Regions from separate parts of the Sus scrofa genome. Here regions 1 and 2 are each linked to region 3. Evidence: chromatin contacts called from public Hi-C and promoter capture Hi-C data. All regions are on one chromosome and are shown on one strand. Each heading gives the region's core, a stretch centred on a gene start, on an enhancer-like site or on the middle of the called end of the contact. The rest is flanking DNA. Distances are from core to core; before and after follow the strand shown.

Region 1 (4,263 bases), core at 1,638-4,137, 580 kb after region 3:
CTTCTTTGAACAACATTTTCTTGTGCTCACCCTCTTCTTGTGCATAAATGTTCTCTTTTGAATCAGGAAGCTTTCCTACAATTTCCTGCTCTTTATTTTCAGCTAGAGGATTTTAGCCCATTCTTATATGCCAGAGCTTCCATGATCCTCTTAGTTCCATCATTGCGTTCATGCAAACGCTACCGACAAATTATTCTACTTAACTAACTGCATGCCTTTGCAGGACCCTCAGAGTGTATCTCCAATAGACCACCATCAAAGGACCTCCATCATTCTCCATCAATGGACATACATCAATGGACTTCCATCAAAGGATATCCATCATCCTCTATCAAGGGACCTCTATCGTCCTCCATCAAGGGACCTCCATCATCCTTCATCAAGGGAGCTCCATCAAGAGACCTCCATTAGAATGCCCACTGCTATCTGCTCTCACCACCACTTCTGTCGTCAGTCATGTCTTCACTGTTCTCTCTGTTGATGTCCCTTTAGTTTATACTCTTTTTTTCAAGTAAAAGAACTAAAAAAACAAAAACTGGCTTCTCTAAGCAGAAACACCTTTCATTCTCCAAGGTGATCCTCATTCTCCAGGTATGACCATGGCTCCTACTGGCTGCATTTATTGTTCCAGGGCACAAATGAGCTGCTCCTTCAGCTGACTGGCTTTCTGGAGGAGACCACATTGAGCTCTGGCTATTTTAGAAGAGGTTTCTAGAAGTCTCTCTGTAGAGTAAGAACAGCTCTTTGAGGCTTCTCCCTCTGCTTGAGATCAACAAAGCATCCACAGATACCACTTTAAAGCTAAGCCACTTGACCTGCTGTGTTTTTACGGAAAGTTTTTACGGCAGTTTTTCTAAAAAGCCACAGTAGCTTTTAGATTCTAGGATGATGACTATCTTGAGCTCTTCCAATTTAAATAATTTGCTAGGCCCGGGGTAAAGATGACCAAGTGGCATTTCTGCTGTCCTCACAGCTCAGAGGTCTGAGTTCTCAGGTGCAAATCCACACACTCTGTGCCTGGAGAGCTGCGGGGTTTGCTGGGCAGCATCAGAGACCAGGAGGCGCTCCGAGATTTGACTTGATGCACCCTGCACCACCCAACCTTCTTTCACTCTGGTTTTTAAGAGACAGCCAGGACAGAGCTCCAAAGAGCATCTGCTACAGTCAGTCCTCCTAGCACAGAATTATTCACTAAGAAAAGAAAATCTAAGAAATAATACACAGGTGAATCAGAAGCACTTAATCTGCTTTTGATAGAAAACAGCACTGATGGCAGAGTCAAGAAGTAACAAATTAGACTGCAGCATCTGAAGACAAAGGATAACCTCCAAGGACAGCCTTCCAAGGACAGATGGTGCCTCATTTCTGAAAAGCACCCCAACCAAGTCTGCTCAGCCACTATCCTTTATGGAAGCAATCAGCCAACCCACACTTCCTGAGGACCTACTAGGTGCATGGCTCTGCTCTATATGTAGTGAAGAACTCAAACACAAAGAGGCAGTCACATCCATTTTTCTATCTGCCCTAATTTTAAAGGTACATGTGGAGTTCCTTGGTGGCACAGTGCGTTAAGAATAAGGCATTGTTAACTGCTGTGGCTCTAGTTGCTGCTGTGGTGCAGGTTCAATCCCTGGCCTGGTAACTTCCACATGCCCTGGGCACAATGGGAAGGGGAGAGAAGGGAAATAATACAACACACGCGTCGCTACACATGGTGGGTTGGACACTTCCTGGCTTAAAAAAAAGTGCCTGTTTGCACAAAAACAGGTCAGTTACAATGTCCTGTGTGGGCCAGGGACAGTGGCACTATATTTTCCACTGATAGTTAATTTTTTCCTTACAACAATTGCTACAACCCTTACAACCCTTAACCTGCATTACTCAGATATGTAAGTAAATAACACTGCTGTTCCATTTCATGTGTCCCACACTGTAATGAAGTAGAAAAGCAACAATAAAATATGAGCAAGAGCTTAGCCATAGAGCGCAAATTCTAGCTCACTTTCATAGCTATGGATGCCAATATCCAAAATCCTCCTTCTAATTCCTCAATCTTAATTCCACAAAAGCCTGGAAATACTATGCTTATGAATAGCAGGAAGTGCCTTGTTCTAACATCGATCTTTGTTAATTTAAAAAATTCTCCTGTTTCTTTTTCTCCATTTCTTCTCTCACCCCACCCTATCTACTCTCATTACTTCTAGTAACACAACTGTTTTTTTATGAAATCTTGTGATGTGGAGCCTTCTTTTCATTTTACTTACCAGGTAGGGCTAACAGGAATCATTCATGTCTGGCCATTTTAAGTTGTAAAACACCTTAAGCTCCTCAGAAGATGCAATTGAAAAAAAAAAAAAAGTAGTAATAGTAATAATTAAATTACATACTTGTGACTTCCTGTAAGAAATCCAAACACGGTCGACTACTTCCAGAAATGCTTATTGAAACAGCCAGTGGGGTCTGTCCTTCATAGTTCCTTGTGTTCGTGTCCGCTCCATAATTATATAACATCCGCGCACAAAGCACGTCATCCCTAAGGGCAGACAGATGTAATGGCGTCTGTCCATCTTCTAAGCGACCCAAGTTTGTGTCTGCTCCTCTTTGAAGGAACATTCGGCAATAAGAGTGATTGCTTTTGATCACAGCGTATCGCAACAGGAAACCGTTCTGAATGTCGATATTGGCATTGTGGTCCAGGAGGATCTTCACACAGCTCGACCTCTCCCGGATAATGGCAAGCTGAAGCGGTGTTGTGCCTTTATCACTGAGTGGGTCGACCTCAGCCTTGAACTCCAGGAGGAGTCGGACGAATGAGTCCCTACCATAGTGGGCTGCCACATGCAGGGGGGTCCAGCCATCATTGCTTTTGGCATTAATGATGTCGCTCCTGTATTCGGATTCCAACATGAGGCGTGCAATCCGGGCCCGGCCATGCATGGCTGCGTAGTGAAGAGCAGTGAAGCCTCCGATTAAGTCCTTCACTGTGGGATCAGCTAGAGTGAGAACCAAATGGAAAAACATTAGCAGACTCTGTGACAAAGCAATGAACTCTGCCATGGGATGGCACATCTTAGCCGACTCTTGTTCGAAATGTGAAATGATGAAACAGTATAATGAATACCACGTACTTCTCAGCTTAACCCAAGCAGAGTTTTAATGGAAAATAAATTTTACTAGAGAGTTATCAAAGCTGGGTTAACAGGATGAACATGACTTACAAAGTGTTTAGAAGATGTACACAAAAAACAGAGTCCAGATCACCACATCCCTTCTCTTTGCTAATTGAACCAACTGCCCTTGGCTTCCCAACTCCCTCATCTCTGCACTGTTTCATGCTTCTCTTCTGTTTTGAACTTTTTATTTTATTTTCTCTTGTGCTTCTTCTTGGTCTTAAAGAGAAGCATGTGTAGCAACATCTGCTGCTCTAAATTACGGATGTACTGCGGTCTGGCAGACTGTGTTGTTTTAGGCTGTATTAGTTTAAAAAAAAAAAGTTTTTCTGTGGTCTGTAAAAATTCCAAAGCTTGTAAGATATATGCTAAGTGATCTTGATAAATTATGTTTTCATAAGATAAAAGTCTATTCTGAATTCTTCATTTTACAAGAATCTTGGTAAGAGTTAAGCAGCACACATTGTGTGAAAAGTTGGGAGAAACCTCAGCACTGTATAAATATTATTTTCTAAAACACTTTCAAAACTCTCTCCTAAATTGACAGATCTCTTGAAGAAAGAAAAGAAATAAAAGAGAGAAAGAAACAAAAATGATTTATCAGCTATGTTACTCCTCAAGTCACAGAAATTTTGTCACCTGCCCCCAATCTTTCCTGAAGCCAGGGGTCAGTTCTGCACACAACTCATCCTACTGGCCTTCCTGAGCAGGGGCAGAAAAGGGGAAGAACCCTCAGAGGATGCAGGTCACTTCCTGGAGGCCAGCAATTCCATGTGAAGATAACTGGGCAGACCTAACTACCTAGGATTAAAATGCTTTCTCCTGGAGTTCCCATCATGGTGCAGCAGAAATGAATCCTACTAGGAACCATGAGGTTGCAGGTTAGATCCCTGGCCTTGCTCATCGGGTTAAGGATCCGGCGTTGCCATGAGCTGTGATGTAGGTCACAGACACGGCTTGGCTCTGGTGTTGCTGTGGCTGTGGTGTAGGCCAGCAGCTACAGCTCCTATTAGACCCCTAGCCTGGGAACCTCCATATGCCACAGGTGCACCCCTAAAAAGACAAAAATAAAATACAATAAAATGCTTTCTTC
Region 2 (4,345 bases), core at 1,163-3,662, 610 kb after region 3:
AGAAAATACATAATTCCTTTTTACTTTAAAAACATACTTCCAGTATTTCAGCATTTTTTAAAAAGTTCCAAAGTAATCATTAGGCATTTCTCTGGTGATTCATATATTTCAATAATAAAAATCGCCTTCTGCCTAGCATTTACTGAAATGAAGTGGACCCTACATACACATGCAAAGGGTGCCCTAAATGTTCACCAGGAAACAGTCCTTGGTAGATTCTGATTCTAAATCCCATTTGGTAGCAGACACCCTCCTTTTGCTGTCCATTGCTGGGTTTCAAGAAGATACAAACCCTCAGGGCCCCTTAAAAGTATCTTTAGCTGTACCTTGACAATTAGAAGAATCAGGAAAGACATTAATTTCTTTTACTAGAAGGCAGAAAGTCCACCTGAACAGAGTAAGGCAAAGATTTCCTAACTTCTGCTATTTTAAGTACTTCTTTGTACCTAAAATTCCCTAAACAATCTGAGACATTAAAATAACTCTGAGATTAACAAGTCACTTTATACTCCTGTTATTGGATGCTAGAGAAGTTATTCACTTGGCTAATTTCTGAATTAACTCCTACATAATTTCCCTGATTATACCCCCTCTTCAGGATTTACATGAATGTCCTAAACTTACCTTTAGCTCATTTTCAAAGACAGCAACAAAATACAGCAGCAGAAATCTGATCACATGAATTAGATGCCTACATTTCAATCTAACCAATTCTCTGTAAGGATTTTGAAATGAGAAATCTTATGAAGAGTGCAAAAATAAAACCCTAGATTCTAAATACACCAAAACAGTCTTTGGTTTTTAAATTCCTGAGTGTCAAATGATTAACAAGATACTGCATAAAGTTTTATAAGTTCTAGGAAACCCAAAATATAACAAATACGGTTGATCTTTTTATAAGAATTTCAGAGCCCATCCACATCTGTCACAAGAAATACACAAAAGAGTTAATTATACATAAGTGCTTCAGAAGGGAGTATTGCTTTCGTACTATTCATACTACTTAGGTACACAGATTCATTTTTTCTAGAAAAAAAATTGGCATTATTTTCTGAAACTCTTAAGTTTCAAGTTATTACTGTATCTTCCTCTACCTAAACCTTCACCAGTTAGATAACTCAAAAGACTTTCTGGTAGAGGTAGAGAAAAGGTTATAGGAAAGTATACAGGGAAAGCAGAAAATTGTAGTTTAATTAAAAAGCAGAGTCATTCAGAATTAACAAGCAATTAACCAGGAATTGAGGAATTCCTATGAGAGTAAGAGGGGCAGGGAAACCACAAAAAGGTCTCAAAGTCTCTGAGCAGGGTACACGGTTCAGTGTACCGAAAGAAAATGCAAAACACGAAAACACTGTGCAGAGCAAAAGGGATAAAATACGTTCCTGGGAAAAAGAAGTTATTAAAATGTTAAAGATCAGGGCATAGGCAGTGTTTCTGGTTTTGCCTGGAAACTGGGGGCCAGGAAAGGGTTGCATTCCCAGGTAACCATCCCGAAAATAAAGCACTGCTTAATGAGGTAGGGGCCAAGAATAAACAATGGGGGAGGGGAGGAGTGGCTTATTACCTTTATGGAGGATGCTGGTCAGAGGCTCTCTGCTGCTTCTCTGGTGGTAGACCCTTCCTGCCCTCTCGCCTCCTCAAGCCAGCTCAAACCTGGAGATCAGAAAGCAGAAAGCTGTGCAGAGCCCCGGGGCGAGGAGGAGGGGGATCTGAGGAGGGGAGAGCAGAGGAAGAGAGTGGTAAAGGCAGGCAGGAAGAAGCAGGGATTCTCCTCCCTCCCAGGCCAGCCCCCTTCCCCTCCGGGAGGTAACTGACTTTACCTGTCTCCTCAGCTGCTGCTTCTCTTCCTCCTTTCAGCCTCCTCCACACTCACCAACTTCTCCATTGAAGAAACAGCCCAGGCAGGGCCGGACGCGGCTGTTCCTGGTCCTCCTCGGTGCCTCACGGCCCCAGTCCGGCCAGCATCCACACAGCCGAGCCGACCTGAGGCGGCGGTGCTGGCCGCCGGGCAGCCTCGGGGCAGGGGTGCAGGGAGGAAGTCCCGGCTCGGGTGGGGGGGCAGTCCCGGTCTGAAGGCTCAGAGCAGGGGGCTGCCGCGCTCCGGGCCGGAGGCTCCCAGCCACTGGGGGCACAGGAGGTCTCGGGGCAGCGAGGTCCCGGGTCATACAGGGTCCCAAGTGCCAGCCGCGGGGGCTCCAGGCAGGGGGCTTTCGGGATGCACTTTGCACTGGGCCACCCCCGCCCCCTCCCTCCAGCACTTTGGGGTCACTGGGATGGGACCAAGCCTTCAGCAGCCAATCAGCGGCCGCACTGGAGCCTGAGCCCGGAGCCGTAAACCAGGTCCGGAGTGGGTGGGGGTGGGGGGTGGGGACAACTTGGTTGGTTGGTTGCTTCCTTCTCTCCTCCTACCCCCAGCAGCCCCCACCCCTTGCCTGCCGTAAAGCCGCCTGCGCATTCGCGACAGTTAGGGGAGGCGTGCCGATTGGGGCTAGGACTCCTCTCGGATTGGCCTCACTCACTTCCCCTTCTGAGGCTTCCAATGCTCCGCCCCTGGCGGAGGGACTCCAGGCGGTTGCTAAGAAACGCGGTGCGCCGCACAGGGCCTCTGCGCATGCGGGAGAAGGCAACGCCGGGTTCTCTCCGCGAACTACGGTGGCCCGGAAGGGGCCGGTGCTCACGCGAATGGCGGTGCGGAGTCAGGGTGGCTCGAGCTGGTTCCCTGCAGGTAATTGGCAGCGGCCGCTAACTTTGGCGGCGCGGGAGGCGTGTGTGCGACCTACTGAGAGGCTGTCTCTGGGCTTAGGCTTAGGCTTAGAAAGGCGGCAGTCTCCAGGAGGCGAGGAGAGGGGAGCCTTGTCCCACCGCCCTCTTCAGCGCTTCTCAGACGCGGGTGCCGGGCCTTGGCAGGTCTTTCGGCCCCCGGGGCTCCGTTAGTTCCCAGGATGGCGTTCCTCGCCTGGCGAAGAAAGAGAGTCCTGTGGGCTGGCGGTGTCGCTTCAAGGGTTTGCCTGGAAGGGTGAAGTCCCTCAGGAATTCCTGTGGCTGAAAGGGAGAGAGGGGAAAATACGGGAGATGGCCATGTTTATTAAGTGCTTCTTTTCATTGAGCAGGTATTTACCGACCGGGCACTGTTGTAGCCGTTAGGGAGACCTCGGTGAACGAGGTAGATGCAATCACTCATCATCGTGGAGTTTTCACTTTACCAAGGGAGACTGACAAACACGAAACTATTTATCAGGTAGAGATAGGCTATGTAAAGGGAAGCGGAATGGGGTGGAGATTGGCTAAGATGTGATGGCTGTTTTGATAATAAAGGTCCCTGAGAATGTGGCATTTGAATAGTGATCTGAATGAGGAGATGCCAGCCATGCCAAGATCCGGGGTCGGGTGGGTTGGGGAGGATTTTGCAGGCGGAGACATCAAAAGTGCAAAACCTCTGATGCTAGAATAACTTTTGCTGTGGACAGAAACTGCAAGAAAGAGAACCAGGTAGTCCAGCATCATAGGAGGGATAATGGTTTGTGGTGAAGTTGGGGTTGATGGTGAAGCGGCGCGACAGTCTCCAGATCTTGTAGGACCTTGTAGCGGGTGGTAAGGTGGTAGAAAAATGATCATAACTCTATGTTTTGAAAAGATCACTGGCTGCTGGAGAAAGCTGTAGCTGAGAGTGGGGTTATAGAAAGACTGTTGTGATAGTCCAGGCAAGAGTTGACTTTGTTTTAAACTAAGTCACCCAATTCACCAGACCTTTGGCTACCATCAGTGTCCTCAAAGAAAGGCCTAATTATATAAAGGAGGTACTATTTCAACATATCAACTCCTTTTATGTAACTAAAATATACTAAGATGTTTTGTGGCAGGTGGCGGGGGAAGTCACTGAAAACACTTTAAAAAGGGCCCTGGTATTTTCTTTTTCATTATCATTCATTCATTATCATTCATTCACCAAGAACTCTCATTTTGGTGTCTTCTACATGAGCTGCCTGTTGGCTTAGGTGGGCAACCCCGGCTCAGTCCTGCCCAGGGAAGATCATAGTCAAATGTGGGGAAACCAAACTAGAAAGTAGTTACAGACAATGCAGTGAGACAAACACTGCAGTATAGGGTGAGAGAGCACTTGGCAGGGCCCTCTAATCCTGACTTGGATGTGTGGAAGGCTTCCCAGACTGGAGGTTTCCAAGTTGAAGGTTGAAAGAGTGGGAGGGGGAAAGGTTGAGTGTGATTTAGAAAGACTGAGCTAAGCAAAGCTTGGGGGTCCTACAGTGCAGGGTTTCTGAGGCCCTCAGAGGAAGCCTGGAGCTTAGTTTGTGAGGCATAGAGTTGAGAGGATCCCAAGGGTCAGACA
Region 3 (4,087 bases), core at 919-3,418:
CTAGATGAGGATATAGGGACGTTTAAAGCAGATTAGAAAATACTGAAATTTTGACACACAACAGAACATCTGTATCTTGCCAGCCTTTGTGCTCTGTGGAGATCATTATGAATTATGGGGCTGCTGCTGAATTTGGGGGATCTTGTGACTACTCGGTATTTGTGGCTTATGGTCTTACTGGAAACCCCTATGGATGGTTTTTGAGTCTGTAATTCATGGTTATGTGTTCTGTATTTTTCTCAAGACCACTGTTGGAATCCTGTATTGGCAGCATAATGAGTATTTTATTTTTAGATGTGGATCACCTCTTAGGGAGGGAGTCTGTGGGAAGGTGGGTAATGAACTATTTCTGACATAAATTACAAGTGCCAAAGAAAGTGGTAAAATCCAAAGAATAAACAAGAGTGACCACCATTCAATGGCAGAGATGGTATCTATACCTCCCACAAGGTGGCACTTTAAATTGTGTAATATTTCAATCATTTGGTCATCTTAGCAGTGAAGAAAGATCCAAGATTTACCCCAAACATGCTTATTTTCTGTCCCTAATTCCTAGGTTCATTTGATTAAATGAAGGGAGGTCGTCATGGCCAGGAAAATACTTTACTCTTTGGGAGTTTCATTTAAAAAGAAAGAAAGCCCAATACACTGGCAACTAAAGTAATAAGACTAATGTTTACACAAACACTTGTTGTATGGGTACTTTCTCAGCTTTTGTTACTTTAGCTGAGTTTTTTTTTTTTTTTTTGAGAAAATGCATCAAATTTAAAATCTATCACAGAGAATCCGGTTCTACAACCGATTCTAAACCTGTCTTTAGAAATCCACGGAGCTCTTATGGACGAACTATGTTAAAATATTGACAAAGATTCAGAGTAGGGATACTAGGTGACGAGGGATATTAGCTGACTACCTGTCTTCATAGAATGTGAATTAAAAGAGTATTAACATCACCTACTATTTTTTCAACATTCATTAAATGCTAGTACTGTTAGGAGCTTGGACACTAAGGATAGTCTTTTTTTTTTTTTTTTTTTAGCTTAGAAACCAGTGGCCTGGAACAAGGTGACTGAATTCACGTCTACTCTCCTAGCGTGCACGTCTCAAACGGCTCCTGAACTGTTGATTCTATACGTGCTCGCTCTGGCCCACTGGGCGGCGGGAACAAAGATGCAGTGTGAACCGGAGAAACGCGGGAAGGTAGCCGGTGGGGTCCGCCCGGCTGAAGGCAGGGTTTACCCGAGGACAGCCTATGCGGGAGGAGCAAGTGGTCGCGGAGAGTTTGGGGACCGAGAAGCCCCTTCTTAAACATCCCGCCTAAGATGCAGGTTACCGATGCATCTAGCAGAACCAAGACGCCTTCATGCCGCTGCTGTAGCCGCCGCCAGGAGTCCGAGCACCGGCCGGAGGGGGCGGGGTCTCCATACGGATAACGGGCTGCAAGGCGCCGCGGTCCGTGTCCCCGCCGGCGCCGAGCGCCTTAGAACTCGCGGGCGGGGCGGGACGAGGTGGGGCGCCCGCCGGGAGGGTTTTTTTTTTTTTTGTCAAACTTTGGCCACGGGAACCACCCCCCATTCACTTTTGCGCCAATCGGGCGGCGAGGACGGATCCCGAGAGGGGCCAGGCTCCGCCGCCGCCGGGGCCGCTTCAAAACGCGCCGTGCGTGACGTGAGGGCTCCTGTTGCAATGGCGAGCTAAGCCGGAGGATGTGCAGCGGCGGCAGCGGCGCCGGCCACGAAGAGGACGGAGGCGGGCGCAGCGCCAGCGGAGTCAAGCCAGCCAGGGGACGCAGGCAGGGCGAGACGGGGGCCCGGACTCGACTGCCACTGCCGTGGCCGTCGCACTGGCCCCGCGCCCCCGCGCGCGAGCGGGAGGAGCCGCCGCCGTCTCGCGCGGGAGACGCTGCCGGCGCACGCCGGGCATGGTCCCCTCTTAAAGACGCAGGCCTCGGCGGGCGGGGTGGGCGTGCGGAACAAAGCACCGGCGTGGGGCCTGCGTGCGGCTCGGGGGCCGCGATGGGCGCGGCGGGCCCGCGGCGGCCGCGGCGCTGCCCGGGCCGGGCCTCGCGGCGCTAGGGCGGGCTGGCCTCCGCGGGCGGGGGCGGCAGGCTGAGGACTCGCGGAGCCTGCAGAGGCGGCGGCGGCCCGGCGGGCTGAGCGGCGCGGGCATGGCCGCGCGCGGCCGGCGCGCCTGGCTCAGCGTGCTGCTCGGGCTCGTGCTGGGCTTCGTGCTGGCCTCGCGGCTAGTCCTGCCCCGCGCCTCTGAGCTGAAGCGAGCGGGCCCGCGGCGCCGAGCCAGTCCCGAGGGCTGCCGGCCCGGCCAAGCGGCCGCGGCTTCCCAGGCCGGTGGGGCGCGAGGCGATGAGCGGGGGGCGCAGCTCTGGCCGCACGGCCCGGCAGCGGATGGCGGCCAGCGCGACAGGAACTTTCTCTTCGTGGGAGTCATGACCGCCCAGAAATACCTGCAGACCCGCGCGGTGGCTGCCTACAGGTGAGCCCCTGCTCCCCGGGCACCGCCCCCTGCATCCAGCATCCCAGCAAACTGCCATGCGTGTCTGCCCTTGGCTTGTGCCTATGAGGGCTTCCCAAAGCCAAGGCTTCCTGAGCTCCTGTGGGATCGGGGTGCCCCTTGGGCGATGTTGGGCATTGGCAGCAGAGGTCGGAGACGGGATGGTGAGCGCAGCGCTCAAGAGCAAGGGCTTTTGGGGTCAGATATACCAGGGTGGCCCCTCTGGGTGTGGTCCTCGCCCTGACTTTCTGTGAGGCGCTAAAGCTTTCCTTGTCCAGATATTCACTCTCCTTTGTTCAATGAGCCTGACTGAACATTTCCCTCCTAAGGTTGTTGGGAAAACTTGGCACAGTATCTCTGATAGTGGTGGCAGTGGGGATTATTACTTGAGTCTCTGAAATCTCCATCTTTCGCCTTGCAGAACTAGAGCCAATCTAAATTAATCTGGTTAGAACCCTTCCACATGTAGATTTCACCGTTGGAATCGTTCCTGTAAATGAGGGGAGTGCCCTCTGCACACTCAACCCCACCGGGGTCTGTTGAGCAATTGGAAAGAGAATATTTGGGAAAAGCAGTTCCTGGTCCATGGTAAATTTGGTGTTAACTAGCCCAGTTTGGTGATGTGTGTGTTAGCCAGTATCTGGGCTCTAGTTGGCCATATGAGTCATAAAAGTGGTTGGAATCATGTTCAGGATTAACAAAGGGATTAGCCAAAGTAATCTTTAGAAGAGAGAAAGAGAGAGGATTTGGAATAGCAGATTTGTATTGGAATGAATTTGAGGGAGAAGAAGGATGTAGGTTCAGTAAACGGATTTAATGGAAACCTCATATGTGTGAAATATAGAAATGCTTCCTGTGGGATAAGATTTGGGATCCAGCCATAGAACAGACCAGTGCAGGAGATCCTCTGGGAATGGCCTCTTGCTCAGTCATTGCTGAGCAAGGCCAAGCTGGTTGCTGTCGGTTCTTAATTTATAACCAGTATCTCTATAACTTAAGCGTTTAAATCTAGTTCCTGTCTAAATTTTCAGGCGTCGGATGCTGTGGGTGGAAAAGCATATATGGATTTCCATTCCTCTTAAGGAAGTAAAGGATTGAAAAGGAAGATGAAAGACTGTCTGTCCTTTCAGTGCATTGGTTCCCCATTCTTGCCTGTGTGTTTCCATTAGGATTTTTTTTTTTTTCCTTTTTTTTGGCTGTACCTGCAGTATATAGAAGTTCTGGGGTCAGGGATTGGATTCTAGTTACAGCTGCAGAAACGCTGGGTCCTTTAACCCACTGTGCCAGGCTGGTGATCGAACTGAGCCTCCATGGTGACCCAGGCCACTGCAGTCAGATTCTTAATCCACTGCGCCACAGCAGGAACCTTCTTCCATTAGGATCTTAAGTGCAGAGCCTGTGTTCTGTCAGGAAGGGTCCTGAGTGCCTGAAAAGGTAGCATAATTTTGACCAAGATCAAGATTTGAGACCCCGAAGATCAAAGTTTCCTCCCCGATGTATTGAGAATTTACTTGGAATTTTATACGAATTGTGCTTTTTGAAAGAAGAGCTTCTACATCAGAAATTGAGAATGAACTAT

What was found. Promoter capture Hi-C pulls out the DNA fragments that hold promoters and counts their contacts. Hi-C and Micro-C count contacts between places; a contact is called where the count stands out from the background.
Region 1: a contact with region 3 is called in a Hi-C map of omental adipose tissue, with 2.0 times the contacts expected there. The contact joins the enhancer-like site here to the promoter of CHSY1 in region 3. A contact is called at or near these places in 15 of 47 Hi-C or Micro-C datasets (brain, embryonic fibroblasts, epiblast stem cells and 9 more) and 1 of 2 datasets of contacts at active chromatin or transcription factors (alveolar macrophages).
Region 2: a promoter capture Hi-C map of liver shows a contact between it and region 3, with 8 times the contacts expected there. The contact joins the promoter of ASB7 here to the promoter of CHSY1 in region 3. A contact is called at or near these places in 1 of 5 promoter capture datasets (liver), 2 of 47 Hi-C or Micro-C datasets (fibroblasts and mesenteric adipose tissue) and 2 of 2 datasets of contacts at active chromatin or transcription factors (alveolar macrophages and skeletal muscle).

What each region holds. Positions count from the first base shown.
Region 1 is chr1:139,220,670-139,224,932 of Sscrofa11.1, reverse strand. It overlaps ASB7 (ankyrin repeat and SOCS box protein 7), which reads right to left. Exons shown (of 6, transcript XM_003121646.4): 5 at 2,388-2,993. Among named protein-coding and RNA genes, the nearest start is that of ASB7, 31 kb to the right of the region's middle. Within about 2 kb of position 2,887, at least 3 of the 83 cell types and tissues checked have an H3K27ac peak or open chromatin away from gene starts, as enhancers often do. A contact at or near this core is called in omental adipose tissue, where this site is marked.
Region 2 is chr1:139,189,474-139,193,818 of Sscrofa11.1, reverse strand. It overlaps ASB7 (ankyrin repeat and SOCS box protein 7), which reads right to left and starts at 2,412. Exons shown (of 6, transcript XM_003121646.4): 1 at 1,821-2,412; 2 at 1,565-1,653. LINS1 (protein Lines homolog 1) reads left to right here and starts at 2,581. Exons shown (of 7, transcript XM_013993232.2): 1 at 2,581-2,725.
Region 3 is chr1:139,802,539-139,806,625 of Sscrofa11.1, reverse strand. CHSY1 (chondroitin sulfate synthase 1) reads left to right here and starts at 2,168. Exons shown (of 3, transcript NM_001244442.2): 1 at 2,168-2,490. The coding sequence starts at 2,168.